7 separate regions of the Mus musculus genome follow, and all the other regions are linked to region 1. The links are chromatin contacts, called in public ChIA-PET, Hi-C, HiChIP or PLAC-seq and promoter capture Hi-C maps. All regions are on one chromosome and are shown on one strand. Each heading gives the region's core, a stretch centred on a gene start, on an enhancer-like site or on the middle of the called end of the contact. The rest is flanking DNA. Distances are from core to core; before and after follow the strand shown.

Region 1 (4,335 bases), core at 823-3,322:
TCTGGTCACCGCCACCAGAGAGGCTTTTTCCCCTTTATTAGCACAATGGAAAGAAAAATACATGCACCTGATTTTATCAAAATTATGAACTTTTAAATTGCAGGATCTTATGAACAGACTGGAAAAGTAGTGCACATGATGTGGAGGTGTTTACAGAACACACATCTAACAAGAGATTGACATCCAGAACAAAAATAAACTGGACCTGGTGGTGCACACCTGGGAGGTGGAGGCAGGGGGATCAGAAGCTTAAGGGTCATCCTGAGCTACATGGTGTGAAGGGGAGTAGTTCTGGAGCAGCCTGAACTACATGAGATCTTGTCTCAAAAGAAACTACCATAGAGGAAAAACTATAGACTCAACAACTATAGGCTCTCCAGGGAACCCCCAGACTTTCAAGATTGGATTCTGACTATTGAGGTTTCCAGCTTCTGGGATTGAATCTCCTCTGCATTTACAGGATACATACACTCAGCCCCCTCAAGTAAGCCAGTCCAGTAAATTCACTTCTGTTGGTCTGCTCCCCTAAAGAGCCCTCCCCCAACCTAGTAAAAATGTGTTCGTGTGTGTGTGTGTGTGTGTGTGTGTGTGTGTGTGTGTGTGTGTGAGAGAGAGAGAGAGAGAGAGAGAGAGAGAGAGAGAGAGAGAGAGAGAGAGACTGTAGTGCCCAGCAGAGACCAGCAGAGGGCCCCTGATTCCCCTGTCTGTAGTTACAGACAGTTGTAAGCAGTCCTGCATAGTTGTTTGCAACCAGACCCAGATCCTCTGGAAGAGTAACAAACGCTCTTAACCTCGAGCCACCTTTCCAGCCCCATTTGTCATTCTATACAGCCTCAGCTGTCTGTCTGGGCTACAGCGTGAGACCCTGTCTCAAAAATCAACCAAAGCACTGAACTTTAAATGGGTGAATTATAAGTCAATCTAAAAAAATATAAGTCAACCCTGCTGGGTATGCTGTGCATAACTGCGCCCCACTAACCTGGAGCTCAGCCATTCAGCTAGAGTGCCTGGCCACTGAGCACCAGGAATCCATCTGTCTCTGCCAAAGTTGGGGTTTCAGATGGGCACCTCCTTGTTCGTCTTTTTATGTGGACACCAGGATCTGAGCATGGGTCCTCAAGCTTGGGCAACAGGCACTTTTTAACTCATGAGCAGTACTTGGGTGTGGCTGTGGAATCAGTGTATTGTTAACGAAAGCTCAAAGCAGGGCAGTTAGTGTCTCTACAACCTCCGGCACACATCAACTTTTTCTGATGACAATATTCCAAATCCTCTCTTCTACTCATTTTAATATACATATTATTGGCCTGGGGGAATGGATTGGCGGTTAAGAGCACTGTGTTGCTCTCACGGAGAACCTGGATCCACACAAGAGTTCACATCCAAACGGAACTCTAGTCCTAGGGGTATCCATGCCCTTTCCTGTCCTCCGTGGGCACTTGAAGACCTGTAGGAGCACTAAACCACCTACAAATGCTCATACATATACCAAGGAATATTTAATGGTTTTTATATGTACGAGTATTTTGTCAGCATACCACAAGTGTGCTTGCCAGAAGAGGATGTCAAAGCCCCTGGAACTGGAATTACAGATGGTTGTAAGCCATCATGTGAGTGCTGGGAATTGAATTCGTGAAGGTCCTCTGTAAGAATTGCCAGTGCTCTTAACCCCTGAACTGTCTCTCCAGCCCATAAGTAACTCCATCCATCTCTCTCTCTCTCTCTCTCTCTCTCTCTCTCTCTCTCTCTCTCTCTCTCTCTCTTTCCTTCTTTCCGGTGATAGAACATGATCTGGCAGCCGTAGGCATCTGCAGCTGCTCTTCCAGCCCCCCCCCACACAGTAGGGCTGCGCAGCTCCTCAGAGCCCCAAGAGGATCCACGTTACACTTCTGGTGAACAAGATCTGTTCTGCCTCGGGGTGAGAAACGCGCGCGTAAGCTGAAGTCAACGCAGCTCAGCTGTCAAAGCTACTACAACAGCGGATGCCAGCCCGGGCGGAAGCGGTTACAGCCACATCCGAAGCGCATGCGTCTGATTTGGACATCCCGCGAGACGCTGGGCGGGAAAGCCTAAGGTGATTTCCTATGTGGGATCGCTGAGGGGCAGCCCGGCGTACCACTGCCATGGACCCATTCCTGGTGCTGCTGCACTCGCTGTCCGGCAGCCTGTCGGGCAACGATCTGATGGAGCTCAAGTTCTTGTGCCGCGAGCGCGTGAGCAAACGAAAGCTGGAGCGCGTGCAGAGTGGCCTGGACCTGTTCACGGTGCTGCTGGAGCAGAACGACCTGGAGCGCGGGCACACCGGGCTGCTGCGCGAGTTGCTGGCCTCGCTGCGCCGACACGATCTACTGCAGCGCCTGGACGACTTCGAGGCGGGGACGGCGACCGCTGCGCCCCCGGGGGAGGCAGGTGGGCAGGGGGCGGGGAATGGGCGGGGAGGCCTGGCCTCAGTGCACCCTCCACTGGCTCCGACTGGGATGGACTCTAGGGCACGCCCACTTTTTTCAACCGCTTGAGCCGGAAGCTGGGAGGTCTTGTTTCTTACTGGCAGTGCCAAGGTTGAACCCAAGGGTTCGTGCCACTTGCCCAACCCCAGTATTAACTCGCCTCAGACCTGCAGTGCTTCGTTGGAAAACTCAGCTAAGAAGTGAATGTGACTAAGGCATCTTAACCCCAGTGAGGGTAGCGTTGAAGAGTGGGCAGAGGTCACGTGTGCCGGCTGCTCGGCACCATTTCCGTAGTGGGAGTGCCTGTGTCCAAGACTGCCCTTCCTGGCCAAGGAAAGATTGCGCGGCGGCTGTGCTCTCTGGTCCAGAGTGCAGTGTCTGGTTATCGGCAGTTACTTCTGTTTTGCGTAGAGAGGAGGCGCTATGCCTCCCCATAACGCACAGTGGATAGCAGCCACAGCTGAGCAACACCAGGCTGGCCTTGGGATGTAGATACAGATTAAGCATATATTAGACACTTGATCACTTGTGACAAATACTCGAGAAGCCATTTAAAGGGGCAAAGGTTTATTTAGTTCCTGGTTGGTTGTCACCGTTGCTCTTTGTCTACAGTGACACAGAACATCAAAGCAGCTGGAGGGCCTGTGGAGTAAAGCTTCCCACTGCCGGTGTGTGCAAGATCCACACGAAAATGGATTGTGTATTCACATCTCCAAGGCATTCCAATGTTTGTTATTGTTACAGGAATCCAGTAAAGGGTCTTCAGCCACTGCCCAGGGCTCCCTACAGAGATTACACCTTGCCTGTGTCTAAGCAGGGGCTCCAGAGTAGCACAGAGACAGATCTTTTGTGGTGTCTGGTCAAACCAGCAAAGGTCACAGTGTAAGATGTAGCTTTGGGGACTTTGGCCAACCCACTATTGAGCGGGGTGTTAGGGCAGCCCTGCTTTTTCCCTCTGACACTCCAGTCCTCAGTTGACAGTCTTCTAAGCCATAGCTCGCTGTGGCCCAGGCTGAGAATGTGGCTGGGCAGATCAGGCCACTTTGGGTATCTTGAAGTAGCTCCTGTGCTACTTAGTGTCAGCACAGGACCTGAGTGGCTTTGAAGTGATGTTGTCTTCGAAGTGCTCAGGCCCATGCTTGGTGGCCGGTAGGGAGACTTGCCCCAGCTCCTCAGTCAAGTCACACTGCTCTTTTCCCTCCTAGATCTGCAGGTGGCATTTGACATTGTGTGTGACAATGTGGGGAGAGACTGGAAAAGACTGGCCCGCGAGCTGAAGGTGTCTGAGGCCAAGATGGATGGGATTGAGGAGAAGTACCCCCGAAGTCTGAGTGAGCGGGTAAGGGAGAGTCTGAAAGTCTGGAAGAATGCTGAGAAGAAGAACGCCTCGGTGGCCGGACTGGTTAAGGCGCTGCGGACCTGCAGGCTGAATCTGGTGGCTGACCTGGTGGAAGAAGCCCAGGAATCTGTGAGCAAGAGTGAGAATATGTCCCCAGTACTAAGGGATTCAACTGTGTCTTCCTCAGAAACACCCTGACAAGCCTACAGCTCCTCTCAGGAGTCACTGTGGACTTGATCACACCATGATGTAGCACCAAGTGCCTTTTGTGCCCAGTGCCAAAAAGACCTTGCTGATCCAGGGCGGGTCCCCTCCCACCAGCTCCTGGAGTATATCTGTATCTACGGAACCTCTGCTCCCTGGGCTTTCGGAACACATGAAGGTTCCCCGTCGTGTTCTCCACCACTGCTCCTCCCCCCCACCCCCCCAAGAGGTCTCTGGTCTTGCAAGAAGGAAGTTGAAGCTGATGGCACATGTGCTGACTGCAGTTTGAGAGCCTTCTTCTTGTTCCTTGGGGGAAGACACCATCTCAGTTAAGATCACTTGGTT
Region 2 (4,335 bases), core at 596-3,095, 950 kb after region 1:
TCCTTTACTCTTTTCTCTCTTTCTTTTTTTTTTATGCCCTAGAGTTCTGCATATCCAAACATCAGGCCCAGCCTTGCCACATCCTCAGTCATACCTGTGAGGGTGTCACACCTGTGGTACTTCATCAGAGCCAGTGTGTGTGTGTGTGTGTGTGTGTGTGTGTGTGTGTGTGTGTGTATAGAGGGAGGCAGGGAGGGGGAGAGAGAGAGAGAACAGAAAGGGAGTTGGATGTAGTAGTCCATGCCTTTAATTCCAACACTCAGAGGCAGGAGAATATTCATGAATTCAAAGCCAGTTCAGTCTAGGTAGTGAGCTCCAAGACAGCCGGGACTATCTTGAGAGAACCTGTCAAAAAAAGAAGGAAAGAGCCGGGCAGTGGTGGCTCATGCCTTTAATCCCAGCACTTGGGAGGCAGAGGCAGGCAGATTTCTGAGTTCGAGGCCAGCCTGGTCTACAAAGTGAGATCCAGAACAGCCAGGACTATACAGAGAAACCCTGTCTCCCCCTAGGGCAGCTCTAGGCTTGTGTGTGTCAGAGGGGGTCGTCTCTGCTGCCTGAAGTATTGGTTGTTGGGGGTCTATGATGCCTATATTGATTGATTGGTGGAGGTCTCTGCTACCTGCAGTATTGATTTGTGAGTGTTGAATAGCAAACTCAGGACCTGAGGTCCCTCTCCCCACATGGCCCAGCTCAGTCTGGTCCACTCTGGACTCTCTCAGCTGTCTCTGTGCTCTCCCACATACCAACCATAGACTTTCTCTTCCACCATACCTAGGAGTTCTTTTCCTTTCCATTTCTTTTTTTTTTTTTCATTCACTTCATAACAATAACTACTGAAGCAACTCTCTAGCACTAACAGTAAGCATTTTTAACCACTGAGTTCCTCCACCTTGTTTTGTTGAGATATGATCTCTGGAGCATGCTGAGTAGGCTAGGTTTCTTGGTTTTTGTTTCATTTTTGTTGTTTGTGTTTGATCAGGGTTTCACATAGCCCAGGCTGGTCTGGACCTCAGCTGAGGATGACCTTGAGGTTTTGAGCCTCCTACAGACATTTCCTTTGTGCTAGGATTACAGGTGTGTACTATCAGTGACTGGGTAGCCATGGTAGGGGTGGAACGCAGGGGATGCATGCCAGGTATCATTCTACCAACTGAGTCACATCCCTAGCCACCAGCTCCCAAAGACATATCATATAGACTTTTGCAATCAAGCCAAGTCCACCCATCCACCTTCAGAACTTTCCAATCTTACTGAAATAAAACTGTAACCCCATGAGCTACTTACTCACTGTCCGTCCCTCTCCAGTCTAGGTGTTTCATTCTGCTTTCTGCTTCAGTAGGCCTGAGACTCTAGGGTTCTCAGAAGTAGATGCATAAGCTCTTTGTCCTTTTGAGACCATCCAGCTCCTTGTGGCCTAGGGCTCTGTAGGGACGCCTAACGTATATGAGGCTCTCCTTCCTCTTTATGGCTGACCCACAGTCCTGGTCTAGTTCATTGGTCAATGCATGCACGCATCGCTTAAGCTGCCTCAGCTTTCAGACTTCTTGACGCTGAAGTGCCTTTTGCTGCTGCTTAGTGCCAGTGGAGCCCTGAGAGATTTTGAAGAACTTCTCTGTAAACTTTCAAAACACTAACAGCTCAATTGAGCAAGGAAGTCAGTCTTTCTTTGGACCGGAAGCAGGGGGTGGTTTTTTTTTGTTTTTGGTTTTTTTTTTTTTTTTTTTTTTTTTGCCTCGCTGGCAAGGCAGCATCTGGACTGCAGCAGGCTAGTCCTCACAACTCCTCAAGCATCTCTCTCGGCTCTGCCTTGTCCTACCTTTTTTTTTTTTTTTTTTTTTTTTTTTATCATGACCAGGCTGCGACTTCTGCTACTGCTGGGGCTGCTTCTGAGGGTGAGTAGAGGCACAAGTGTGTGGGAACCATAGCGGAGCCCCAGCAGGCTATCATGGTCACAGCAGTACACAGGATCTTGTTTAGTGATAAGGCTGGGTCTCCTTTCTCAGCTCCTTTCCTGTATGGTGGAGGTGGAGAATGGGGTGAGGGGATTTAACAGAGAAGGAGTTGGTTTTATATCTTTATCTTTTCTTGTTACAAAGCAGTGGAACCCCCCCCCCCCATTTAACTTTTCTCTTTCCTCTTCTCCTCTCCTCTCCTCTCCTCTCCTCTCCTCTCCTCTCCTCTCCTCTCCTCTCCTCTCCTCTCCTCTCCTCTCCTCTCCTCTCCTCTCCTCTCCTTCCTTTCTTTCTTTCTTTCTTTCTTTCTTTCTTTCTTTCCTCCTCCTCCTTTCTTTCTCTCTCTCTCTCTCTCTCTCTCTCTCTCTCTTCTTTGTTTTTTTTCTTTTTTTGAGACTAGTAATTCTGGCTGTCCTAGAACTCACTGTGTAGACTAGCCTGTCCTCAAACTCAAATTCACAAATACCCATCTACATCTGCCTCCTGAGTACTGAGATGAAATGCATGATCCAACATGCCTTGCTAACTTTTCTACAAAAATGGTTTCATCATTTTCTGAGAGTCTCTTGTTCCGTCTTACCTTATAAACATTTGTCTTTTATTTTAATTATATGTATGGTGTGCGTGTGTGTGAGAGAGAGAGAGAGAGAGAGAGAGAGAGAGAGAGAGAGAGAGAGAGACTGTATACCTATGTAGAGTGCCTGTGGAAGCTAGTGGGTATCAGACTCCCTAGATCTAGAGTTACTGATTATTGTAAGCTACCATGTGGGTGCTGTCCTTTGCAAGAACAAGTGCTCTTAACTACGGAGTCATACTTCCAGCCACTAGTTTTTATTTTTAATAATTTTTCGTTATTTTACTTATTTATTGGGGGGTCAAGAGTTGGTTCTGTCCTTCAACCATGTGGCTCCCAGGAATCAACGTTAGGTTATCAGGCTGGCTAGCAAGCACCTTTCCCTCTAAAGCATCTTGCCAGTCCATTCCTCCTCCCTCTTTTGAGGCAGATATTATATAGCCCAGACTGGGCTCCCAGCCTGGTCTTCATACCTCAGCTTCGTGACAATTGGAATCCCAGGCCTGAGCCGCCAAGCCTTGACTACAAAAGTTGGCATTTTTCAAGTGTGAGGTTTTTTCCCCTCAAAATTGTGCTGTCAGCCTGGTGTGGGATGCATAGGCCTGTAATCCCAGTACTTGGGAGGATAAGTAGTTCAAAGTCGTCCTCAGCTACATAGGGAGCCCAGATTATAGAACACTGTCTCAAAATTGCTGTTGTTTTGAACTGCTAATGTAGCTGGTTTGTGATAGAAGCTGACAGAAGCAGTCTGACTCTCGCTTAACCTCACACCAAACAAGAGTGAAAGTAGCCTGAAACAGTGACACCTTCCTCCCACTGTCTGTTGAGAAAAAAAAAAAAAAAGAGAGAGATTCTCTCTTCTAGAAAATAGTGCCTTCCAAGTGGCTGGCCTTCAGTCAGTGGTCCTCAGCTACCTCTGGGTTTTTGTGAACCTCCAAAGGTGTCAAGTGTCCACAGGCTAAGAAATGTGCTCAGCTCTCTCCCTAAGGGACTTGCATGGATGAGCATGTGATTCTGGGCACTTTCTCAGGCTTATGAAGTTCCTGACCTCTGGCGAAAGAGCACAGAGTCAATACAGCTATAATTAAAATATTTATTGATTAATGTTAACAGGAAAACAATCTCTAAGATTTCCATGCAAACTGAGTGGTAAAGAAAGGGTATATATAGCCGGGTGTGGTGGTGCATGCCTTTAATTCCAGCACTTGGGAGACAGAGGCAGGCAGATTTCTGAGTTTGAGGCCAGCCTGGTCTACAAAGTGAGTTCCAGGACAGCCAGGGCTATACAGAGAAACCCTGTCTTGAAAAACAAAAACAAAAACAAAAAAAAAAAAGAAAGGCATACACACACACACACACACACATATATGTATGTACACATATGTGTATATAGGTATATATGTGTTTGTGTATATATATATTGAATTTTATGTTCATTTAAAATTTTTTTTGACTGCATGTATGTCTGAATGAGGGTATCAACAGCCCCTGGAACTGGAGTTCCAGACAATTGTAGCTGTCATGTGGTCACTGGGAACTGAACCCAGGTCCTCTGGAAGTGGTCTTAACTGCTGATCCATCTCTCCAGCCCCAGAAAGAAGGGCTTTTAAAGGCAAAAATTGCGAGAAGTCTTTGAGTATCTGCACTTGCAAGCCTAGAGATGTTTTGATCTGCTAAGATTAGGTCGTCAAGGTGTCCTGAACGTCTGCATGAGCAGATTACAGAGGCCAAGAGCGAGTTAGTAGGAACATGCCAAGTAGAGATGGTTACTGTATGTGTTTGCATGGGTGGTCACTGAGTCATGTTTGT
Region 3 (4,335 bases), core at 567-3,066, 930 kb after region 1:
TGTTTGCCACTGGCCAACTTCTTGCCCACCTGAGTACCGGGACCCTGATTTTTCCCCTAGGTTGAGGGACCAACTGAGTCCAGCCTCTGGCACCTCCATCCCACCTTAAAGAGCAAGGGTAGAAATGGCTGAAGAGATGATACAGCCATTAAGAGGATGCTATGATCTTACAGAGAACACCAGTTTGATCTCCAGATTCATATCAAGCAGATTACAGCCATGTGTATCTCAAGCTATTGGAGATATGTCACCTCGAGCCTCTGGAGGCACCTGTGCGCACGGACGCTCGCGCGGGCGCGCGCGCACACACACACACACACACACACACACACGCACACACACATGCACACACACACATTTTAAAATAAATGTTTTAAAGGAGCAAAGGGCAGAGGGCAGAGAAGGACCTGGAGCACAAATATCTAGCCCAGGGTAGACAGGCCTCTTCTTTTCACCTCCCCTCCACCTACAGTGTGGGACAAGGCAGATCTGTAAACTGTATGCAGAAAAGGAAAGCCACTAGCCTCCCCCTGCTCCCGAGCTACTCAGAGACTGGTGGGACAACAGCATCCACAAGTGCACACTCCTCTCCTCTTCCCTTCCTCTACTTTCCCTCTGCTTCCCAAGGGTGGGGGACAGTTCAGCGTGTTGAACTAACCAAACTTTCTAAACACTTGTTTGTGTTTTGATTTGGTTTACTCCTGAGCAGACACCAGCCTGAGGGAAGACAAGAAATAGAAGAGGATCAGGCTGGCCAAGGAATTGGCCGCCCCCACTCCCCAGCCTAGGTGAGGGCAGATGGGCACAGGCTCCACTCCCTGGCCCTAGGGAGAGAGGCAAGAGATGATTTAAAGAGTACCAGGTGCCTGAAGTCACGCTCCTCTTCTTTGGGGCAGCCATTGAAATCCAGGACTCTGAGTCCTCCCTCATTTTAAAGAGGAAGTGGCATTTGGAAGGGAGATGGATGGGGCTGGTAGTGGGCCACTTTTTCGAATACCTGGAGGGGCCGGGTGGAACAGATGAACCAACCCAAGTTCCCTAGAGAAATAAGCGTTCTACTTCCTGTGTTAGGCTAGTAGACTTGGCTTAAATGTCCTGTGTCCCATGAGCTTGGATTGGCACACACAGTGGAGCTAAACACAGTGAAAGGAAGAAGAGGTGAGGGACTCACAGTCCAGGGATGTTCATACAGCCCTCCTCCCCCGACACACACCCCCCAACCCCAGAACTGGAAGAGTGCCTACCAGTCCTGGATATTTTGAGGTCCTCAGAGTCAGCGAGTCCCACACAGCCCCTCAGACCCTGACAGTGAAGCCTTCAGCTGCTGCTCCAGACCATTGACCAGTGAACACTCACAGGAACGCTACAGGGATAGAGTTACTTCAAACTTCTCCGTGTTGAGCTAAGACAGTGTGTGTTGTAGCTTATCTTCCTCTTTTTGTTTGTTGCTTTTGAGAAGGTTTACAGTCTGCTGCAGTCTGACTTTTATAACGATTCCAACAATAGTTCATGCCTCTCCCTCCACTCAGGTCCAGGAAAATTTTTAATTAACTTATAATAAAGAGCAGTATACCGTAATGAAAAACAAACGAAGGCAGAGAATTCGACTTTAACTTGCTGTTTATAACAAATATGATTCTGTTAATAACGTCATAGGCATTTAAAATTACGTTATTTATAGAAAACTAGATATTACTGAGCACTGATTGTGGTGGGAAGGCAAGAGTGGTGGCGCTGGACCCGCCCACGAGATAAGGCAACCATACAGGAACCAATCCGCTGAGGAGAGGCGTGGCCACCACAGCAGCTCCTCCCAGCTGAGCAGCAGCGGCGTGCTTGCACTCGGCCATGTTTGGCTTCTTCTGCAGCTTGGTGTCCAGTCTGAGTCGCTGGTTCCTTTGGCGGCGGCTGCTGCTGCTGCTGCTGCTGCTGCTGCTGAATCTGCCCTTGCAGGTGAGTAGATATGGCCCTGCGGAGCTGAGACTCGCTCTGGGCACCGGATCCCCGGACTGCAGAGGAAAGCTACTGCCGGCGGTGAACTGATGGCGGGCTGTGCCATCAGCCTGGGCATCGCCAACCAACACTTCAGAACTTCGTCTGCTCTTAAGTGGTCCAGAGTTGGGGGATTGAGGAGGTGAAGCAGAGGCAGGGGAATGGCCAAGCGGGTAGCCAGAGAAAGTGTGTCCGGTTGGTCCCTGAGCTCCGGGACAAGGTGGACACGCCTCTCCTCCCTTTCTCATCAGAAAGCGGTCCATCGGAAGGCGACTCCGGAAAGTGCCATTGCGGACTGCAGTGGCCCGCGCGACTGTGCGCCTTGGGTGGGTCCGGCCCGGCTGGTCTTGGGGTGTAGTACTAACTACTACAAAAGGATCTGTGTGGAAGGCCTGGCTATGCCTTTCCTGGGCCTTTCGGGTCTCTGCTAAGTTCGTCCCGAGATCGCTTCTTGTCTCTTTAATCATAAACTGCAGTTAAACCTAAGTTAGTGGGCAGCCTGATCTACATAAGGAGTCTCAAAACCAACCAAACAACCAAACAAAAAACCTAGACGATCCTGTAAATGACATTTTAGTTACAGCCAACTTAATTTTATGTCAATTTTCTCTCATAAGAGTCTTCATCCCAAAAATAGGCAGAAAAAGGTTTATGTTTTATAACCTGTAAGGATATCCATTTTGTAACACATTCAGATCTTTAGTTATAACAACAACAACAACAACAAAATAACCCTTAGATTGTTCTAAGATAGTATCTGAGCAGTCAGAGACCACTTACATGTAATCAGCATTTCTTTAAACCACCTAGGAGCTGGTTAATAGTAATTCTTTGCTAGCTGCTGGTGAGCAGCTTTCACAGAAATGGACCCAGAGGGCATCCAGCTTCCCTGGGAATCTCCTGGGCAAGGGGCCAGAGGATATGCAACTCAGAGGTGACTTCAAAGTTCCCAGCACTTTGAGGGACTTCGAACATATTTCACAGGCAGGTTTCACATGGGATGGCCCTTGACCCTGAAATCTCTTCCCATCCCTATTAGGGCTCTGGGGCTCCATGCCTGCCCAGGCACCGCCTGAAAAGTGGTGCATTTTGTCCTCCAGAAATCCCCAGAAACAATCTAGACAATATTAGGTTGTTTTTGTTGTTGATGTTTTAAGGTTGTTGTAAAGAAAAAATGGTGATCATCTCAAATAATGCCACAAAATGAAGGTACTCCAAAGAAAGACTGAGGATGAGCTGGGCCGGGTAGTGCACGCCCTTAATTCTAGCAATTGAGAGACGAGGTAGACATGTTTGTGAATTTGGGTTTAGTCTGATCTTTATAGTGAGTTCTAGAACAGCCAGACTGTGTATGAGACACTGTCCTGTAAAAGTCAAAAATAAAAATAAAAGACTGAAGATAACATCTCTTTCAAGAATATTTTTTAAAAAGACTATCCTCAAAGAATATTGAAATTTTAAAAAATAGGGCATGTGTGTAGATTTTTGGTCTTTTGAGACAGGATTTCTCTGTGTAGCTCTGACTGTCCTGGAATTTGCTCTGTAGACCAGATTGGCCTTGAACTCAGAGGTCTGCCTGCTGGGATTAAAGACATAGGCTGTGAAGATATCCTACTAAATCCACTGTCTAACCTGTGGTCATGTCCTTCCTAAGTGTAAGTACAGGTGAAGCAGGCCATTTCCAAGGGGTAAAATAGTATTGCCTTCAGGGCAGTGATGAAGTGTCAGCTTCAACATATAATAATGGTGACGATGAATCAAGATGAAGGTATTGAACCTAGGAACCCTAAAAAGAAGACTCCTGCCTAGCAGTTAAGAGCAGAATTCCTGACAGAATTAAATGGGCAGAGACCACCAGAAAGAGATAGATACATAGATAGATAGATAGATAGATAGATAGATAGATAGATAGATAGATAGATAGCAGAGACCACCAGAAAGAGATAGATAGATAGATAGATAGATAGATAGATAGATAGATAGATAGATAGACAGACAGATAGATACATGGATAGATACATAGATAGATACATAGATAGATAGATACATAGATAGATACATAGATAGATACATAGATAGATACAAAGATAGATACATAGATAGATACATAGATAGATAGATAGATAGATAGATAGATAGATAGATAGATGATAGACAGACAGATACACACACACACACAGAGAGAGAGAGAGAGAGAGAGAGAGAGATATCCTATCTATGAACCAGACTCCTGCTGAAGGCTGGACAACACTGACGAGTATGAGATCAGAGCACAGTGGTAAGTATGAATGAGGATGGCTCCCACGAATGTATAGATGGGCCCTAAGGGTTGATGCTGTGGAG
Region 4 (4,335 bases), core at 925-3,424, 760 kb after region 1:
TGGGGAAAACTTTCCCCTCAGAGCTGTGTCACTCACACGCTGGCCCTTCTTTTTACAGGTGTCTAGCAGACGCTGTAGCCCATCTATCAAGACACATTCTAAGAACTTCATTCTTGACGCAGCCTGAAGGGTCTAGATTGGCTTTCCTCTGAGGGAGGAAGTGAGGCCTGAATCCCTGGGCCTGAGGAAAAATGGCTGAGGAGGAACTAGACCTAAAGAAGTTGTATCTAGATATGGAAGTCTCTACATGGACCATCCTTTCATCTCAGCTCCAAACTTTGTCTCTGTAACTCCTTCCAAGGGTGTTTTGTTCCCACTTCTAAGGAGGGGCATAGTGTCCACACTTCAGTCTTCATTTTTCTTGAGTTTCATGTGTTTAGGAAATTGTATCTTATATCTTGGGTATCCTAGGTTTTGGGCTAATATCCACTTATCAGTGAGTACATATTGTGTGAGTTCCTTTGTGAATGTGTTACCTCACTCAGGATGATGCCCTCCAGGTCCATCCATTTGGCTAGAAATTTCATAAATTCATTCTTTTTAATAGCTGAGTAGTACTCCATTGTGTAGATGTACCACATTTTCTGTATCCATTCCTCTGTTGAGGGGCATCTGGGTTCTTTCCAGCTTCTGGCTATTATAAATAAGGCTGCTATGAACATAGTGGCTGACACCATTGCATACATGTATTAGTCAGGGTTCTCTAGAGTCACAGAACTTATGGATAATCTCTAAATAGTAAAGGAATTTATTGATGACTTACAGTCGGCAGCCGAATTCCCAACAATTGTTCAGTCGCAGCTGTGAATGGAAGTCCAAGGATCTAGCAGTTACTCAGTCTCACGCAGCAAGCAGGCAAAGGAGCAAGAGCAAGAGCTAGACTCCCTTCTTCCAATGTCCTTATATTGTCTCCAGCAAAAGGTGTAGCCCAGATTAAAGGTGTGTTCCACCACACCTTTAATCCCAAATGAAAGGCATAGCCCAGATTAAAGGTGTGTTCCTTAACTCGGAGATTAAATCTTCTGGAATCCATAGCCACTATGGCTCAAGATCTTCAAACCAAGATCCAGATAAGGATCTCCAAGCCTCCAGATAAGGGTCACTGGTGAGCCTTCCAATTCCGAATTGTAGTTCATTCCAAATATTGTCAAGTTGACAACCAGGAATAGCCACTACAATACACTAGCAAGATTTTATCGAAAGGACCCAGATGTAGCTGTCTCTTGTGAGACTATGCCGGGGCCTAGCAAACACAGAAGTGGATGCTCACAGTCAGCTAATGGATGGATCACAGGGCTCCCAATGGAGGAGCTAGAGAAAGTAGCCAAGGAGCTAAAGGGATCTGCAACCCTATAGGCGGAACAACATTATGAACTAACCAGTACCCCGGAGCTCTTGACTCTAGCTGCATATGTATCAAAAGATGGCCTAGTCGGCCATCACTGGAAAGAGAGGCCCATTGGACACGCAAGCTTTATATGCCCCAGTACAGGGGAACGCCAGGGCCAAAAAGGGGGAGTGGGTGGGTAGGGGATTGGGGGTGGGTGGGTATGGGGGACTTTTGGTATAGCATTGGAAATGTAAATGAGCTAAATACCTAATAAAAAATGGAAAAAAAAAGTTGTATCTACTTTGATTGGTGTTACCCAAACGCAAAAGGGACAGGAATGAGAAAGGGCTCAGGTTGATGCACAGGGAATCCAGACTGCTGTGAGCCAAAGAAGCAGGACACACCCATTCCCTCTGTGAGCTCTCTGTGAGCTCCTACTGACAAAATTGACACAAATTAACTGAACACACCTGCGAAGTGGAAACTTTGAGAGATCCCTTCCATCAGACTGGCCTGTGCTTGTCTGTGGAGCATTTTCATAACCGATGATTGATGTGACGGCCTTGGCCCACTGTGGGTGGCGCTACCCCTGGCTGGTGGTCCTCAGTGGTGCAAAAAAAAAAAAAAAACAGGCTGAGTAAGCCTTCAAGCAAGCCAGTGGGCAGAAGTCCTCTTTGGTCTCTGCTTCAGTTCCTGCCTCAACTTCCCTTCATTACAGACTATGAGCTATAAGGTGAAGTGAGCCCTTTTCCTCCCCAGCTGCTTTTTGCCACGTGTTCATCACAGCGACAGAAAGCAAACCTGACATTACTTTTGGTGGCAGAAAACAAGCCTTTCATGACCTATCAAAAGTCGCTCAGATGGCAAAGGAAATGATCCAGGACGCTCTGACCTTGGGCAACAGCGGGACGCTGAGACAACCTTACTGCGCAGGCGCTCCTTAGGGCCCTACTTTAAAGGGTGCGCTTTGTGCAGGATCTCCGCGGGGGCGGGGTCTCACGGAAGGGCGCGCACTGCGAAAGTGAGAAGGGGTGTGGCTGTGGAGGGCGAAAGGACGGGGCTTCCGGGTAAGACACGGTCTGCGCCGGCGCAGTTCTGGAGGCGGTGCAGAAGCTGGGCTATGACGGCAGAGGGGCGGGGCTATGGCGAGCCGTGGGGAGGGGCCTCTAGGAAACCAAGCTACGCAGGCGTAGACCGGACAGTCCGGCTAGTATCTTCCCTGTGGTCTCCGTTATTACACCGTCCCAGCCTGGAACCTGTAACCAGCATGGGCCGGAAAGTGACCGTGGCCACCTGTGCACTCAATCAGTGGGCCCTGGACTTTGAGGGCAATTTCCAGAGGATTTTAAAGAGTGAGTTTTGGGGTGGCGGGAGACAGGAAGAAGTCAAAGTCCACAATGGGTAGGACATGGCAGTCCAGGCCAGCTTTGCCCAGGAGAGACTCACAGCGCTGGGCGTGGGAACAGATAGAAGGGTAATGCTTGGTGAGCTTTCAGGGCGACTTCCTAATTTGGGGGACATGTGAGGAAGCAAGGCAAGAGTGGAAATAGGAGTGCCCTGCCAGCCAGGCAGACACTGCCCTCATCCATCCTCTAGGATCTGGTGGGTCTCTCTAAGGTTACCTGGGGCAGGGCTGCGCATTCTTGGAACTGTTTCATTGAGATCTAGGCGTTTGCAAAGACTAGAGATCCGTGTTCTAGGGCTCCTGAGGACATTCCTCATGGATTGGCATTGGGAGAAGGCATACTGAAGCCAGAAGAGGTCTCAGGTCAGAGAAGGGTGTTGGCGTTCCATATACCTGTATTGTTGACATTCAGGTCAGCTCATCATTGCCCCCAGAAGATAGAACTGGGGATACTCTGTGCCCAGCTGCAGACTGCTCACCTCAGGTTATCCGTGCTGGAAGCCTCTGCAGGAAGGCTAAATAGGAAAAACAAGAAACAAGCAAAACAACAAGAAAAACCCAAATGTATTATTTATTTCATGTACATATGCACGCCATAATGTGCATGTGGAGGTCAGAGGACAACCTGCAGGAGTCAGCTGTCCTCTTCCACCTTGTGGGTCTGAGTGAGCAGTTCTCAACCTGTGAGCCACAACCCCTGTGAGGGCCAAATGACTCTTGGGCAAGGGTCAAATATCAGATATCGAGCCTCTCAGATATTTACATTATGGTTTATAACAGCAAAATTAGTTGGGGGAGGGGGCAGACGGTCACCACAACATGAGGAGCTGTATTGAAGGGCCATGGTATTAGGATGGTTGAGAACCACTGGTCTAAGTGAACTCAGACTTGTCAGGCTTACCAACGAGTGACTTTACCTACGGAGACATCTGGCTAGCCCAGGCGTTTTTATTTTTTAAAGTAATTTTTGACCTGATTTTGTGGTCAGAGTCTATGTCTTTGCGGTGAAGATGGGCTGCCTTGCCTGCATGTTGGCAGCAGCTCTCAACCTGGGTGCTGGATGCTGACACCAACCTAGGGATGGAAGCCTTCACATCCTGTCTACAGCTTTTCCTTATAGCCAATTTGGGTGTCTGCTTAATGATTATCCATTAAGGTGTGGCTTACCCTCCTAGTACTAAGGTCACCCTACCCTCCCTGTTTCTGAATACCTACACGTGGGTATAGGTGCCTGTTGTCCTCTGCTATTAACAGAAAGGGCTGTAGTTGGTTGGAGCCTGGCTTTGGCTGTATCTACCACAGCAGCCTGCTTTTTCTACCTTTTAATGTATCCTAGCTGCTGAATCCTTCTCCCTCCCTCTCTCTCCATATAGGTATTCAAATTGCCAAAGGCAAAGGTGCAAGATACAGGCTTGGACCAGAACTAGAAATATGGTATGGCTAAGCACACCGGCAGCCCCAACCCCCACCCTTTGGAGGGCAGGTAGTGGAACAAAAGATGGGAAGAAATGGGGCAGAACTGAGAGCAAGAAGATGCATTTAGGATGGCAGCAGCTTGAGAGTGGGCCTTGTTCCGGGCGGGTTGGGGAAGCTGGATAAC
Region 5 (4,335 bases), core at 1,327-3,826, 700 kb before region 1:
TTTTGTTGGCATGCGTGTGCATCATGTGCCTAGTGCACCCAGAGATCAGACAGAGGCACTGGACCCTTGGAAGTGGGGTTACAAATCAAATGGTTGCCATAGGTGAGTGCTTGGATACCAGGTCCTTTGGAAGATCAAGTGCTCTTAGCCACGGAGACAACGCTCCAGCCCCCAGAAAATATGATCTCTAAAACGGAGTTAGATTTATTTATTATTTTGTATGCGTGTATGTGTGTGTGTGTGTGTATGTGAGTGTGTGTGTGTGTGTGTGTGTATGTGAGTGTGTGTGTGTGTGTGTGTGTGTGTAGTAGGGGTCAGGTGACCACTTTCAGGAGCTGGTTCTCTCCTTCTTCCACACGGAATATGGGTTCTGGGGGTGGGCTTTAGGTTTTCAGACTGATGGCAAGCGTCTTCACCTTCGAACTACCTCACTAGCCTGGGCTATATAAGACTTTTACCCATTGTGATCGTGCTTATATTAAATTAGATAGGTTTTTTTTTTAAATTACATACACACACACACACACACACACACACACACACACACACACACACGTCAAAATGAATAAATAAAATACATTTTAAAGAGACAGAGATTACCCTGAATCCAGGCAGGAGGATTGTAAATTGAGGCCAGCATGGGCTACTCAAGGGTCCAGTGTCTCTGTCTGATCTCTGGATGCACTAGGCACATGATGCACACGCATGCCGACAAAATACTCAGACACAGAACATAAAGTTTGAAATAAATAAATAGATAGATAAATAAATACTATAGAACTGTAAACTATTGTCAGTTTGAAAACAGCGTACCTAGTTTTAGTATCTCCAGATGAATGGGGCGTGAGACAAGGAGTAACCTCAGTACAGAACTGTGAGTGGCTCCACCCTGCTGTGCTGGCCTTGAACACGGTAAGCCTTAGGTCTTAGGTGGTGGCTTTTTGTTTGGTTGCCTTTTGTTTTTCCAAACAGGGTTTCTCTGTGTGTAGCCCATGCTGTCTTAGAACTCTAGACAAGGCTCAAACTTTTAGAGATCTGTCTGCCTCTGCCTCCTGAGTCCTGGGATTAAAGGCTCTGAGCCAGCACCACCCGGCTGATATATGTGCCTTAACTGCCTTCCCCAGGGGACAAACCTGTAGAGATGGGCAAAGGAGAGTCAGAGAGCAGGAAGTCTTGCGTCAAATGTGGAGGTGGTGCATTTGGAATCTGAGCATCCAATCTGTGCTTGCCAGCTGTGAAATGGGGGTGGGGGGGGAGGGATATAGTGATCCCAGGAGCTGGGAACCGTCTCAGGCACCCCAGGCACGCCTAGCAAGTGAGGAAGCATGGATCTCAGGCCAAGCTTCAAGAAAATTAACTCAGCCTGTCTCCTTGATGGGTCCACGGTGGGTTTTTTCCTCCATCTCTGAAGAATATCTCACAATGTGGCTGAAGACAGGGTTCAATGGTGAAATGTATTTGTCATGTAAATCTGAAAACCTGAGTTCAGTCCCTGGAACCGACTCCTGAAAGTTGTCCTCTGACCTTCAAGTACTATGTGGTATGTCTGAACCTGCCTGCACTTGTATATATACACAGACACGCACATACACATGAACACATACGTATACACACATAACAACAACAATAATAATAAAAGAAAAAATTAAAAAGATCCCAGTAGAGTGACCATACTCTGATTTCAGCCTTCTGAGGCCTCAAGAGATAGTCCTATCTTTGGACTTCTGATCTCCAGGCAACAGATTACAGCTCTCTCTCTCTCTCTCTCTCTCTCTCTCTCTCTCTCTCTCTCTCTCTCTCTCTCTCTCTCTCTCTCTCTCTCTCTCTCTCTCCTTCTCCTGGAATTAACTAGTAGTAGGCTGTTCCCAGACTGACATCAATCCTCAGGTCTCTGCTACCTGTAGTACTGGGATTCCATGTCTGTGCATCAACATACCCAGTTTCAAGCTTTAGTTTGTTTAATTTCTGGAGAAATTCAAGATTCATTTTTGTGGGGCATGACCTCTGTGGTCACTCCCTTGTTCACAGTACTCACATGCGTCAGAGTCACGCAAAATGCTTGCTTAAACACTTCTGGGCTTTGAGTCACACAAAATGCTTGCTTAAACACTTCTGGGCTTTGGGTGTAGCAGGGGTTGAGAGCTTGCCTGGCGTCTTATAAGGCTCTGGAAATAAAAAGCAAGCAAGCAAGCAAGCAAGCAAGCAAACTCAGTCAGTCAGTTACACATTCAGTCAGTCACTCAGACAGTCACTAAGTCAGTCAGTCAGTCAGTAAGTCCCTCAATCAATCAGTCAGTTATTCATTCATTCACTCAGTCAGTTATTCACTCACTCACTCACTCACTCACTCACTCACTCACTCACTCACTCACTCACTCACTCACCCACTCTCTCACAAGAAGAGATTCCTTCTGACATTCCTAGAGCTGGGACGGAATAGTAGTCATTTGCATTGATTGAAAAACTTCCTTGATAGCCTTAGCTTCTTTGCCTTCTGCCACTAGGTGCTGCAGAGAAGCGGAGCGCCACCCATTGGGGGAGGGGCTTGTTGCTTCCGCCTTCCAGAGGGATTTCTCCGTTCTCATTGGCTGTTGCTGGGAGTCATCACAGAGCTCCTCCTCCGGAACGCCTGGCTCTCGCGGCTGGGACCAGGTCCGGCCTGTTACATTGGTGGGATGGCGGCAGAAGAGCAGCCCCTTCTGGGCCGGGACCGAGGCAGTGGCCAGGTCCACTCCGGTGAGTGAGGTGTCACTTTCAGTTTTACTTTTCTTTTTTCCTTACTTTTTGAGACAGGGTCTCAAGTAGCCAGGCTGACCTTGAACTCCAGATCCTCTTGATTTGGCCTTCCAAGTGTTGGGGTTACAGCACCACTCTAGCTTCTTCCTCATTAGGGAGAAAAGCGTGCTCCAGCCCATGGTCCCCAGGCAGTGAGTGGCCGAACATCCTCTGAGAGCGACTTTGGAGCACTGCTTTGGCTGCTAAGGGCTGAAGCTGGTAACCTAAGGCCAGGGAGACTTCCTTCCTTGTTTTCTTAAGTGCTTCGGAGCCTTCTTTCCTTTTCCCTTCCTTGGTCAGGGACATTGCTGAGCCCAGGGAGAGTGGAGTTAGCCTCCCAGTCATCTCCAGAGGATGCTGGCTGACAGGCAGGAGGATATTCTTCTCATTTTCCAGATGAGCAAACCTAGGCAGAGAGAGGGGAGGGGGAGAGGGGAAGAGGGAGAGAGAGACAGAGTGAGTTGTGCCCTCCTCACCTCTGACCTACCTAAGGTCACAGCCCTGCCTTCTGGTGTGGTCACTGCCCTGTGTGTGCTGGTGGCCTGGTCATTCAAACTTCCCTTTCTGAACTTCCTTTCCTCCCTGTTTGGGAGCAGACTGGGTTGGCACACTGGCCCCTGTCTACCCATAGCCCGTGCCTTTTCACTGAAGAGTGAGGACATAGGGTCCGTAATAGGAGACGAGGAAGCTAGACACTGAGGTGACCACATGTCCACCTACTCCTCCCTCTCTGCTGAAACCACTCGTCAGGGACAGGGCATATGGTTCAGGGGACACATACTTGGTGTTAGGCATCTGGAACCTTTCTGGGGCTGCCAGTTGCTGAGTGTGGGTCTTCGTCGGGTTACTTAGCTGGAGTTTCAATACAAGGGGTAGTAACAGACTGGTGGGGTAGGGGACACATTTTGAGGATCCAAAGAGAGATTTTGTGGCATCCAGTGCGTGGGTCTTAACAGATGTCCATGATAGCAGTGCCATGCTGCTTCTAAGCCTTGTCCCTGCAGAGTGGACAAGCGACAGGTTTAGCTTTCTCTGTGGAGGCAAGACTCAATGCTGGGCATTGTCACACAAGAGACTCACTCTCTGGGAAGGCTGGGCAGTGTTGGATGAGAAACTCTGGAGGGTCTTTTTCCAAACACTGTGGTTTTGGGTAGGGCTGTTGAGAACCCAGACAACACTCTGTATTTGCATCTCCTAGACTGGGCTGTCTATGAGAATGAACCTTTCAGTCTCCAGGTCAGCATCCAGTGGGTGAGAATCTCCGCTCTGAGTTTGGCTGACCTGTGGTCAAACTCTCAGAGGGGGTAGATATTGCTGCAGGCCTGCCTTCCCAAGGATCCCAGGGGTCCCTACAGATGTGTCCTGCTAAACCAGGCCCACCTGACTGGCCCCTGTCAAAGGTTTCACAGAGTGGTTTTTATCTTGTTCCTGACTGCTGTAAAAGAGGGGGAGGCTGTTTATAGGCTTTGTGGGCTAACTGCAAAGTGGAGGACCGTCATCTGTGGGTACTGATGGGAAAATCGGGGAGGAACCTGTGCAGAAAGGTGAAGGACTTGTGCA
Region 6 (4,335 bases), core at 16-2,515, 680 kb after region 1:
GTAGGACATCTTTTGGATCTGTTGTTGAAGAAATCTAGACAAGAAGTTTAGGAGGCAGGGTGTCACAAAAAGGAGACAGAGGGTTAAGAATTTCATACCGGGCTGACAGCTATCTACTGGCGAGAGGCGTGGAGCTGTTTCTTATGTTTTTGGAGACCCATCTGGAGCTGTTGGATCTTATTTTTTACTATACCCAACTGGCTGACAGAAAAGCAACACTCCTTCCTAAGGAAAAGGCAAAGACCACCTCTCTCTACTGTTAGTAGATCTGATCCTCGATGGTGTTTTAGCACTGTGGCAGCCAGTGAGTCTGCTTGGTCCCACAGGGTGAGGATGATCTGAGCCACCTGTTCGAGATCCTGGATGAACTTAGAGCAAAACTGATAATACTTAGGGAAGTGGTCAGTCCTCTTCCCCAGTGTCTATTCCCAGGGCTGCCAAGAAGGGTAAGACCTGAACTTCTTGTTTGCCATATGTCTTAGTCAGGGTTTCTATTCCTGTACAAACATCATGACCAAGAAGCAAGTTGGAGAGGAAAGGGTTTATTAGCTTACACTTTCCACATTGTTGTTGATCACCAGAGGAAGTCAGGACTGGAACTCAAGCAGGTCAGGAAGCAGGAGCTGATGCAGAGGCCATGGAGAGATGTTATTCACTGGTTTGCTTCCCCTGGCTTGCTCAGCTTGCTTTCTTATAGAACCCAAGACTACCAGCCCAGGAATGGCACCACCCACAATGGGCCCTCCCCATTTGTTCACTAATTAAGTAAATGCCTTATCACTGGATCTCATGCAGGCATTTTCTCAACTGAAGCTCCTTTCTCTGTGATAACTCCAGCCTATGTCAAGTTGACACACAAAACCAGCCAGAACACCATACCGTGCCACTCTAAATCCTGTGATGGGAACCAGCAAGGGTTCTTCACCAAGTACCACTCCTAGTTTTGAGGAAAAGAACACCAGGACGTGAGTTCCTAGATCACCCAGAGGCTAGGCAATGGTACACTGGAGCAGAGGATTGAGGTGTTGCAAACATTCGGACATGTGGGCTGGGTGGTAGTACTCAGGGTCAGGATGTTATACAGTCTGTGGAATCCAGTGTGCCTCAAGTGTGTCCCTGAGGAGTTAAAGCAGTCTACAGCAGCAAGAGGGATGGAAGGGCTTAAGAAAGCTACAAGACTTAGCAGGCAGCTCCTAAGGACAGGAGGCAAGGAAACCGGGAGGGTTCCAATATGAGAGGAGCGAGTGTCTTAGTAACTAGACAGCTGCCCACGCAGTGGAGAGGTTTGGAATTGGCATCCATGCCTCCCACTTGGTGTATTCTGTCAATGCCACCAATCAGCTGGCCTGCCAGCTTGAGGGAGGAGCTTCCAGTTGGTGAGCTGTGCAGTATACTAGGGCAACAGGGGCTGTGGTACCCTGCTCCAGATCCTCCTTAGCCATCATTCAGCCTGAAGCTGCTCAGAAGCATGGCTCTGCCAACAGAGGCAAGCTGGAGGGTGAAGGGTGTATGTTCCCTTTCTCCATGATCAGCATGTTTATCTTCTAAAGTAAAGATCAGCCAGAAGCCTACAGGTCCCTCAAGGCCCCATCACAGCTGTGGGAGCCAGCTCTACAGACTATGCTGGACTTTCTCCTGAGGGGAACAGCTGGACATCCTGGCCTAGCTGGCAGCTTTGAAGCTTCCCCATGGACAGAGAGGGACAGATGGTGGACCTCCGCTCATCCCTCTCCCAGCTCCCAAAGGCACTTAGCTGTGCAGAGGCACATGGATGCAGATGGCCATGGCAGGAGGCTCTCTGCCTGCCTCTGCAGCCCAAGTGGCTGCACAGTCCTGGGGACCTTGAGCCCAAACTCATAGAGGATCAGGGTATCTGAAAGGTTTGTCCCCACTTCCTGCATTGTAGACTCTTGAGTGGACTTCTGTTGAGTTCTGGCTCTGAGTGGGAGTGGGTGGGGGTTGGGAGAGTGCACTGCAACCCATGGGCTTTAGCATGAGCTGGGCCACAGTTGGGTGGGAGCAAGCAGCCCTGTGGAGTCTCTAAGCCTGAGCCAGACTCCTCTAATAGCAGTAAGATATCACAAGCCAATTCTGGTGTGGCCCTTATTCTCAGTGGGATAATCTCACCACCCCCCACTCACCAGTGAGGCCACAAGGTGAAGTTTGGCTCAGGGCCACACATGAACCATCACAGCCTGGCTCCACTAGAGCAACCTGCCCTGGGTGCCCTGGCTATAGTACCTGGATGTTTGCCTGAAAGTCTTCTGCAGAGAGGGGATGCTCAGGTTTGGGGTCTAGAAAAAGCTGTTACATGGGACCTCAGGTGTCTGTGTCAGTTTGTCTTGGAACTGTGATCAGCAATGCTGGGTCCCAGTGGGTCCTTGTCCTAGTTTGGCATCTGTTGTTGTGATAAAACATCAATATCAAAAGAAACTTTGGGAGGAAAGGGTCTGTTTGGCTTATAGGTTATGGTCCATCATCAAGGGAAGTCAAGGCAGGAACCTGGAAGCAGGAACTGAAACAGAGGCCATGGAAGAATGCTGCTTACTGACTTGATCCAAGGCTCACATTGAACCAGCTTTCTCATATAGCCCAGACCCACCACCAAACCAAGTATGACACCACTCACAATGGGCTGGGCTTTTCCACACCAGCAATAATTTAAAAAAAAGTTCCAGACATTCCCATAAGCCAATCTGATGGAGGTAATTCCTCAATTGAAGTTCCTGCTTCTCAGTGGGCCAAGTTGATAACCAAGTGTAACTACCATAGTTGCCATCCTCAGATCTGCACTCATAGATATCCTCACTCCAGCAAAGGGGCTCTCAACTGACCCTTACCACTGTGAGCAAAGATATTACACAAAAACAGCACCTGTGCTGTGAAGGTGGTACCTGCGCATCTCCTGCCCGCCCCTTCCCCCATCAAATACAATGGCTGACATCTGGACATGGTTGTTGGTGGTTAAATGTCACAGGGATGTTACTGACAGCAGGATACAGGCTTTGAAGTCAAGCCTGTTACCCTCACTTGTGCAGAGAGGCCCAGGGATCAAGCAAGGCTAATGTCCACTTAGGTCCCTGAAACAGCCACCCTGGCAGCCTTCCACTGTCTCTCACTGGTGTCATCTGGTGTGTGTGTGTGTGTGTGTGTGTGTGTGTGTGAGAGAGAGAGAGAGAGAGAGAGAGAGAGAGAGAGAGAGAGATATTCACATAAGAAAGTGGCTGAGGAAGGCACTTGACACCAACACTAGCCTACACACACACTCATTCATGCATATGCACATGTACACATATGTATGTGTGTACACAAAGCATTTCAAGACAAGGGGATAGAGAGATGGCTCAGGGCTTAAAAGCACCAGCTGCTCTTCCAGAGGACCCAGGTTCATTACCCAGCATGGTAGCTCACAACCACCTGTATCTCCAGTTGCAGGGATCTGTCATATTGTTTTCTGGCCTCAATGGACACTGCACCTATATAGTGTATAAATATACATCCAAATAAACACTCTGCCAAGGATTTCCCAGCATCCAGTTCCCAGAGGAAGACAGTGAAAGGAGGGTATGGGGTCGATTGCATGGCCAAAATCCATTTGGCAATTTAACTCTTTCTTTAACTCATTGCTAGTTTGTGGCCAAAAGCTGCTGGCTTTTGGAAATTTAACTCCTGCTTATAGCAGGAGGAAATTAAGGAAAAGGCTTACTTACCTGGGATCTTTTCTTTCTGGTTCAAGGATCCCTGGGCTAGCCAGGCAAGAGAGTCAGAGTTTGTTAACTCTTCCTGAGCCAGAGAGGAAATAAAAAGGAAAACAAGATGAAGGTTAGGCACACAGCCACACGTACTCTCTCTGGCTGGGCCTGACCACCTGTTTCATCAATTTTTACAATGCTCATGCATATTTATATACATATATCTACATATATAGAGACAGACAGACATATACTTATTCATTTGTGGATGGAGCAAAGCCCCGAAAGCCACACTTTATTTATTCTTTCTGAGTTCTTATACCTTCTTAGACAAAGGTTCTTTATAAATTACCTCACAGATAAAATGTTACACGTTTTATACAAGGGGAGTTACAGAAGGATGTTGATATTAAAAGCAGTGTTTCATTCTGTAAGCTCATAAGTTCAAAGCAATGATGTCACATAGCCTTGCTCTATCATAGTGGACACCTGTGGCTTTATCCTTGGACCTAACCTACAATGAGCGTTTTTCCTTTCACAATTTTCACAAGTGTAATTCTCTTCTTAGTGCAATTCATGAAACCTCATTGTATTCCTTATTATGCAGCCTTTACTTACTATTCTGTGAGGAGGGGGAGCATTC
Region 7 (4,335 bases), core at 997-3,496, 670 kb before region 1:
TGAGTTCCCAGAGAGCTAGTGATCATCCATCATAACTGCGTGAACAGTGTAGTTGCCCTCTGACTGGTGCTCAGCCAGGGGTTTGACTCCTGATCATAACTATTTGATCATAATGATTTGATCATAACTATTTGAAGACTGGGAATGTGCCCAGGTCTTATTGAAGCTCTGTGATGTGTGGAAGTAGCATTATGGTAATCTGCAGTTGTCATCCAGATGTGGTCTAAAGTGTCACTTCACGTGGCTGGTGGTGTCTTTGGGTGGGGCCATCCTGGAGTCATACCCTAGGGCTACTGAGATGCCTGTAACTCTGGGGCCCACAAGAGAACCCCTGTCCAGGTGCCATAGGAGGTGACCAAAAGGGGTAATCATTTCGTGGGGAGACAAGGATGGAGAGAAAGGGGTGTGGGTGCCTCGTGTTCTGGGCCTGGTGCATGTTCATGTTTGACTTTCTTACATGTGCTGTATTATGTGGAACATTAACATGACAGAAGGTGGGTCACAGAGGTGCTGGGTGGTACTGAGTCCACTGCTGAGGCTGAGGTGAAGATCCAGTCATCATGAGCAGGGGTGGTGGAGTGTGGGTGAACAGGGCCTGGAACGGAGGTGGTGGCAGGGGAGAGTGTTGGGGTAGCAGCTGGGTAGGGTCAGGGTGGCCAGGTGGGGTTGGAGTAGATATGTGGTCCACTGTGTGTGTGTGTGTGTGTGAGAGAGAGAGAGAGAGAGAGAGAGAGAGAGAGCACAGTGGTGGCCACTGTTCTCTTTTGCACTGTCACCTGCAAGAGCAGATGGTAGCCACTGGGCCATCTTCCCGTTGCTTCCTGATGGCCTCCTCCTGTAGGTGGCTGGCTGGAATCCAGGACTGATGCTTGCTCTGTTGCTGGGGCCCAGGAGCCGGGCGTTTGATGTGGTCTTAGTCTGCTCCTCCTAGGAGTAGGCTCTTGTCCCTAATGCAGCCCAGATTAAGTTTCCAGCCTTGGAGATAATTGGTGGTTTTTATTCACAGGTTAGAACAGCACCTTGCTTCAGAAAGAAAGCCCGTGGGGCCTGGGCACACCACTGCTCTTAAACGTTAGAGGAGGCGTGGGGCTCGGGTGACGCGCCTCACATCAAAGTGGCCAGCAGAAGCTGGGGGCAGCAGGCGGGCATCACCCTGCCCTCTAATCACACTTTGGGGGTCTGGGCTTTTCTTCTGGGTCATTCAGTCAGAGCCTCACCAGGCAGGAGTGCGGCACACACCTGTGGGGCACCTGGCTGCCTCCTGCCCTACAGCAGTTGGCTAATCCAGGCAGGGACTGGGGCCCCAGCAGCACCTGTCTCTAGGTGAGCCAGGCCTTCCTCCCTGCCTCCTTGGCCCTGATCCTTTGGCCTTTAATGGGAGGTGGGGGTTCTCACATAACCCGGGGCTGGTCTTGTACTCACCCTTTTTCTGAGGGTGACCTTGAACTTCCGGCCTTTCGTCTTTTGCCTCCCTAACGTTGGTATTGCAATCCTGTGCCACCAGGCCCAGCTCGTGTAGTGCTCGGACCAAATCCAGGCATCATGCACACTAGACAAACACACCACCAACAGAACCACACTCACAGCTGTGGACTCTTCTTTTCGCCACAGCTGAGGGATGCATCGCCACAGCTTCTATGGTGGACAGGTGAAGAACACTACCTCACTGAACCCGGAGTTCAAGGCCTGGCACTTACCAGGAGGACTCTATGGACATAGTTCTGGGCCCTGTCTCAAAGCTTCTGATTGTGAGGGTAGATGAGGGGCTGTTCCTAGAGCTGAACTGGGCCCCCTCCTTCCCCCTCTTTGCCTTTCCTTGTTTTTAGTCAACAGGAGGAACGTCCACAGTTGTGGTTGCTTTTATTCTCAAAAGCAGCCCTGGAGGAGCACAGTTAACTCAGGCGCTTCCCCACAGCTCAGGTGACACAAATGGTCCCCTTGGGTGGATTCAGGGAAGAGCAGTACCCTGGTGCTGTTGTCGCCCCATCTCCATGGAGTTGGGATGGGATACTTGGCCAGCGGGGTTCTAGCAGGAAACCCTCTTCTCCATGAAGAACCTGGTTGGAGCATGTCATGTGCAGGGGCAGAGAGCCATGTGCAGGGGCAGAGAAGGACTCCTAAGAGCTGCTGGGCAGAACTTGAATCCCACAGCTAAGCCACCATCTGAAGCTGCATGCATGAGGTGGTCAAGGTCTGGGCCCACTCGCTTCCTGCCTTGGTCTTAGATATGCAGACCATGTCTCCTGTCTATCCCTCTTCTGGAGGAAGTGGTAGATAGTGAGAAGCCCAACCTAGACCAGGGACTTCCTGCAGGGCAGCTCCCAGGTTTCAAGGCTTTGGTAACTAGTAGACTGTTAGCTTCCCTGATGGTGGGGGAGGGGCGCCAAGAGACTGGATAGGGGTGGGTGAAAAGGCTCTGGAGTGGCTAAACCTTCTTCTGGGGTCCACTGTCTCCTTACTCCCTACCCAGGGCTGGGAGCCATTAGCGACCATCTGTTGTACTTAGAGCCCAGGACCGGCCAGGCTGATGGGCTCTGCTGCAGGGGAGACCCCACTCTGCCTGGTGGTCTTGCATGAGTTCTGCTTGCCACGGAAGAGAACAAGGGCCAGTCTTGGACCGGGTTGAGGGAGGCACCTCTTGCACTTAGGGATGGCAATTCTTGACCAATAGTTTCCTCAGGCCTAGAGCATCCTTCATTTTGGAGACCCCTGAGAAACCAAAACCACTGTTTTTCAGGTAGGGAAACTGAAGCCAGAGAGAAGAGGGACTGCTGCGGCTGCGGCTGCGGATGCTGTGTGGCCTAGATGGGGTGAGCCCTGGGCATTTGTTAGGGTTAATCCGTGGTGGTCTCACCAAACTCAGGCTGACTGCAGGATGCAAAAGGCTCCCCTTTCCCCTGGTGACAAGCATGTTGGCTCATGATGGTTGTCAGCCTGCCCCTAAGGGCCTCAGCTCTTTGTGAGGCATCAATGTTTAATCCCATTACGCCATTTTAAAAAAATCATATCTAGTGCTTGAGATTAAATCCAGGGCTTCATGCACATGATCAGCGTGAACTCCAGCCATTTGTGATTACTAAAAGAATAGGACTCTGTTGTCTTGATAATGAGCACTGTAATAGTGTGTGTGTGTGTGTGTGTGTGCTTCACATGTATGAGCACATGTGCGTACATATGTATGTGTGTACACGCATGTGGAGGCCAGAGAATAACCTCAGATGTCTACTCCTCAGGAGCCATCTACCTTGTTTGTGAGATAGGGTCTCCCACTAGCCTGGAACTCACCAGCAGGCTTTCCTTTCCCTGTGCTGGGGCAAGCATGAGCTTGTCATTCCTTATTTTAACATGGATTCTGGGGTTGGACTCAAGTCCTCAAGCTTACCAGCAAGTACTGCACTGTCTAAGTGATTACCCCAGCTCTGCAAGGCTCTTGGCAGGACCTGAAGCTGTTGCCCTTCTCCTCTGCACCTCCTGGAAACCCTTACCTCTCAGGGCACCTGCATTTGTGAGAGATAGTTTGGGGCAGAGGCCTTGCTTCCCAGGGGATGAAGATGGCAGGTGTTGACAAGCTGCCTTTGGGACCTTGGGCTTCTCCCCATGCCTGATCAGACACTGATGTAGTGCCTGTCTGTCCCCAGACCTACCAGACACCCATATACTGTCCTGGTGCCTTTGTTGGGTCCTAGAATAATTCATCTCTATGTCCTTGCTCTCCCCTTCTCCAAATCCGGGAAGCCAAGGGTGTTCTCATCATTGGATGGCAACATAACTCAACCTAGCCTAGCCCACACTCAATTCTGCTGCTGTGGCGTCCCTTGGGCTTAGTGTTGGAGGGCATCCCTCCCCTGTCCCTTAACATTCTCTGGTAGATTGAGGGCATGAGAACCAGGATCTGGTGCTGATCTGTTTACTCTGTTCAGTCTCTTTTTAAGACAGAGTGTATAGGTGTTTAGCCTGAATGTATGTCTGTACCACATGCATGCAGTGTTCTTGGAGATCAGAAGATGACACTGGATTCCCTGGAACTGAAATACAAGACAACTGTGAGGCACCATGTAGCTGTTGGATCTCTAAGCCAGGTTCACTGGATCAAAACCAGTGCTGGCTCTTAACTGCTGATCTAGCTCCAGATCTTTAGATGTCAAAAGGGACTCCTGAAGGAGCCGTGTCTCATGTTCTCATGAAAAGAATCTGATAAAATACATTTATAATGTGTGTGTGTGCCTGCGTGCATTCGTGTGTGGGGTGGGGTGGGGGGGCAGGCGGTAGGAGCATGTGCTTGCCACAGTATGTGTGTGGAAATCTGAGACAACCTTTTGGTAGTCAGTCCTCAAG

The links. Promoter capture Hi-C pulls out the DNA fragments that hold promoters and counts their contacts. A called contact is a pair of places that touch in the nucleus more often than the background predicts. ChIA-PET counts read pairs in DNA pulled down with a chosen protein or histone mark. HiChIP or PLAC-seq counts read pairs in DNA pulled down with a chosen protein or histone mark.
Region 2: an RNA polymerase II ChIA-PET map of memory CD8 T cells shows a contact between it and region 1, with 5 read pairs. The contact joins the promoter of Tnfrsf26 here to the promoter of Fadd in region 1. A contact is called at or near these places in 1 of 39 promoter capture datasets (liver) and 3 of 115 datasets of contacts at active chromatin or transcription factors (astrocytes, bone marrow-derived macrophages and memory CD8 T cells).
Region 3: a contact with region 1 is called in a FOXA1 HiChIP or PLAC-seq map of pancreatic cancer cells. The contact joins the promoter of Tnfrsf22 here to the promoter of Fadd in region 1. A contact is called at or near these places in 1 of 39 promoter capture datasets (pre-B cells) and 1 of 115 datasets of contacts at active chromatin or transcription factors (pancreatic cancer cells).
Region 4: a promoter capture Hi-C map of pre-B cells shows a contact between it and region 1, with 9 times the contacts expected there. The contact joins the promoter of Dhcr7 here to the promoter of Fadd in region 1. A contact is called at or near these places in 12 of 39 promoter capture datasets (the 3T3-L1 cell line, 3T3-L1-derived adipocytes, the C10 cell line and 8 more), 1 of 15 datasets of contacts at CTCF or cohesin (pro-B cells), 19 of 484 Hi-C or Micro-C datasets (B cells, the Ba/F3 cell line, CD4 T cells and 15 more), 12 of 115 datasets of contacts at active chromatin or transcription factors (the 230-238 cell line, the SCID.adh cell line, astrocytes and 9 more) and 3 of 9 other capture datasets (adipose tissue, embryonic stem cells and liver).
Region 5: a promoter capture Hi-C map of pre-B cells shows a contact between it and region 1, with 3 times the contacts expected there. The contact joins the promoter of Tpcn2 here to the promoter of Fadd in region 1. A contact is called at or near these places in 16 of 39 promoter capture datasets (the 3T3-L1 cell line, 3T3-L1-derived adipocytes, the C10 cell line and 9 more), 4 of 115 datasets of contacts at active chromatin or transcription factors (astrocytes, bone marrow-derived macrophages, embryonic hindbrain and 1 more) and 3 of 9 other capture datasets (adipose tissue, embryonic stem cells and liver).
Region 6: a contact with region 1 is called in a Hi-C map of cortical neurons, with 8 times the contacts expected there. The contact joins the enhancer-like site here to the promoter of Fadd in region 1. A contact is called at or near these places in 7 of 39 promoter capture datasets (the 3T3-L1 cell line, 3T3-L1-derived adipocytes, the HPC-7 cell line and 3 more), 11 of 484 Hi-C or Micro-C datasets (the AML12 cell line, cerebellar granule neurons, cerebellum and 4 more) and 4 of 115 datasets of contacts at active chromatin or transcription factors (SST interneurons, astrocytes, embryonic forebrain and 1 more).
Region 7: a promoter capture Hi-C map of the HPC-7 cell line shows a contact between it and region 1, with 5 times the contacts expected there. The contact joins the enhancer-like site here to the promoter of Fadd in region 1. A contact is called at or near these places in 21 of 39 promoter capture datasets (the 3T3-L1 cell line, 3T3-L1-derived adipocytes, the C10 cell line and 12 more), 3 of 15 datasets of contacts at CTCF or cohesin (the NIH/3T3 cell line, pro-B cells and stem cell-derived epiblast-like cells), 24 of 484 Hi-C or Micro-C datasets (B cells, ECoMG-derived neutrophils, the G1E-ER4 cell line and 12 more), 9 of 115 datasets of contacts at active chromatin or transcription factors (astrocytes, bone marrow-derived macrophages, embryonic forebrain and 5 more) and 1 of 9 other capture datasets (embryonic stem cells).

What each region holds. Positions count from the first base shown.
Region 1 is chr7:144,580,178-144,584,512 of GRCm38.p6, reverse strand. It overlaps Fadd (Fas (TNFRSF6)-associated via death domain), which reads left to right and starts at 2,072. Exons shown (of 2, transcript NM_010175.6): 1 at 2,072-2,409; 2 at 3,653-4,335. The coding sequence starts at 2,124. The coding sequence ends at 3,984.
Region 2 is chr7:143,625,355-143,629,689 of GRCm38.p6, reverse strand. Tnfrsf26 (tumor necrosis factor receptor superfamily, member 26) reads left to right here and starts at 1,845. Exons shown (of 8, transcript NM_175649.5): 1 at 1,845-1,892. The coding sequence starts at 1,848.
Region 3 is chr7:143,647,145-143,651,479 of GRCm38.p6, reverse strand. It overlaps Tnfrsf22 (tumor necrosis factor receptor superfamily, member 22), which reads left to right and starts at 1,816. Exons shown (of 6, transcript NM_001311145.1): 1 at 1,816-1,953. The coding sequence starts at 1,849.
Region 4 is chr7:143,821,006-143,825,340 of GRCm38.p6, reverse strand. Dhcr7 (7-dehydrocholesterol reductase) reads right to left here and starts at 2,174. Exons shown (of 9, transcript NM_007856.2): 1 at 1,801-2,174. Nadsyn1 (NAD synthetase 1) reads left to right here and starts at 2,489. Exons shown (of 21, transcript NM_030221.2): 1 at 2,489-2,682; 2 at 4,109-4,169. The coding sequence starts at 2,598.
Region 5 is chr7:145,282,252-145,286,586 of GRCm38.p6, reverse strand. It overlaps Tpcn2 (two pore segment channel 2), which reads left to right and starts at 2,576. Exons shown (of 25, transcript NM_146206.5): 1 at 2,576-2,736. The coding sequence starts at 2,676.
Region 6 is chr7:143,902,766-143,907,100 of GRCm38.p6, reverse strand. No RefSeq gene overlaps it. Among named protein-coding and RNA genes, the nearest start is that of Mir6404, 28 kb to the left of the region's middle. Within about 2 kb of position 1,265, at least 11 of the 459 cell types and tissues checked have an H3K27ac peak or open chromatin away from gene starts, as enhancers often do. A contact at or near this core is called in cerebral cortex, cortical neurons, hippocampal neurons and 1 more, where this site is marked.
Region 7 is chr7:145,246,997-145,251,331 of GRCm38.p6, reverse strand. It overlaps a transcript of Tpcn2 not described here. Among named protein-coding and RNA genes, the nearest start is that of Tpcn2, 35 kb to the left of the region's middle. Within about 2 kb of position 2,246, at least 6 of the 459 cell types and tissues checked have an H3K27ac peak or open chromatin away from gene starts, as enhancers often do. A contact at or near this core is called in the HPC-7 cell line, cerebellar granule neurons and cerebellum, where this site is marked.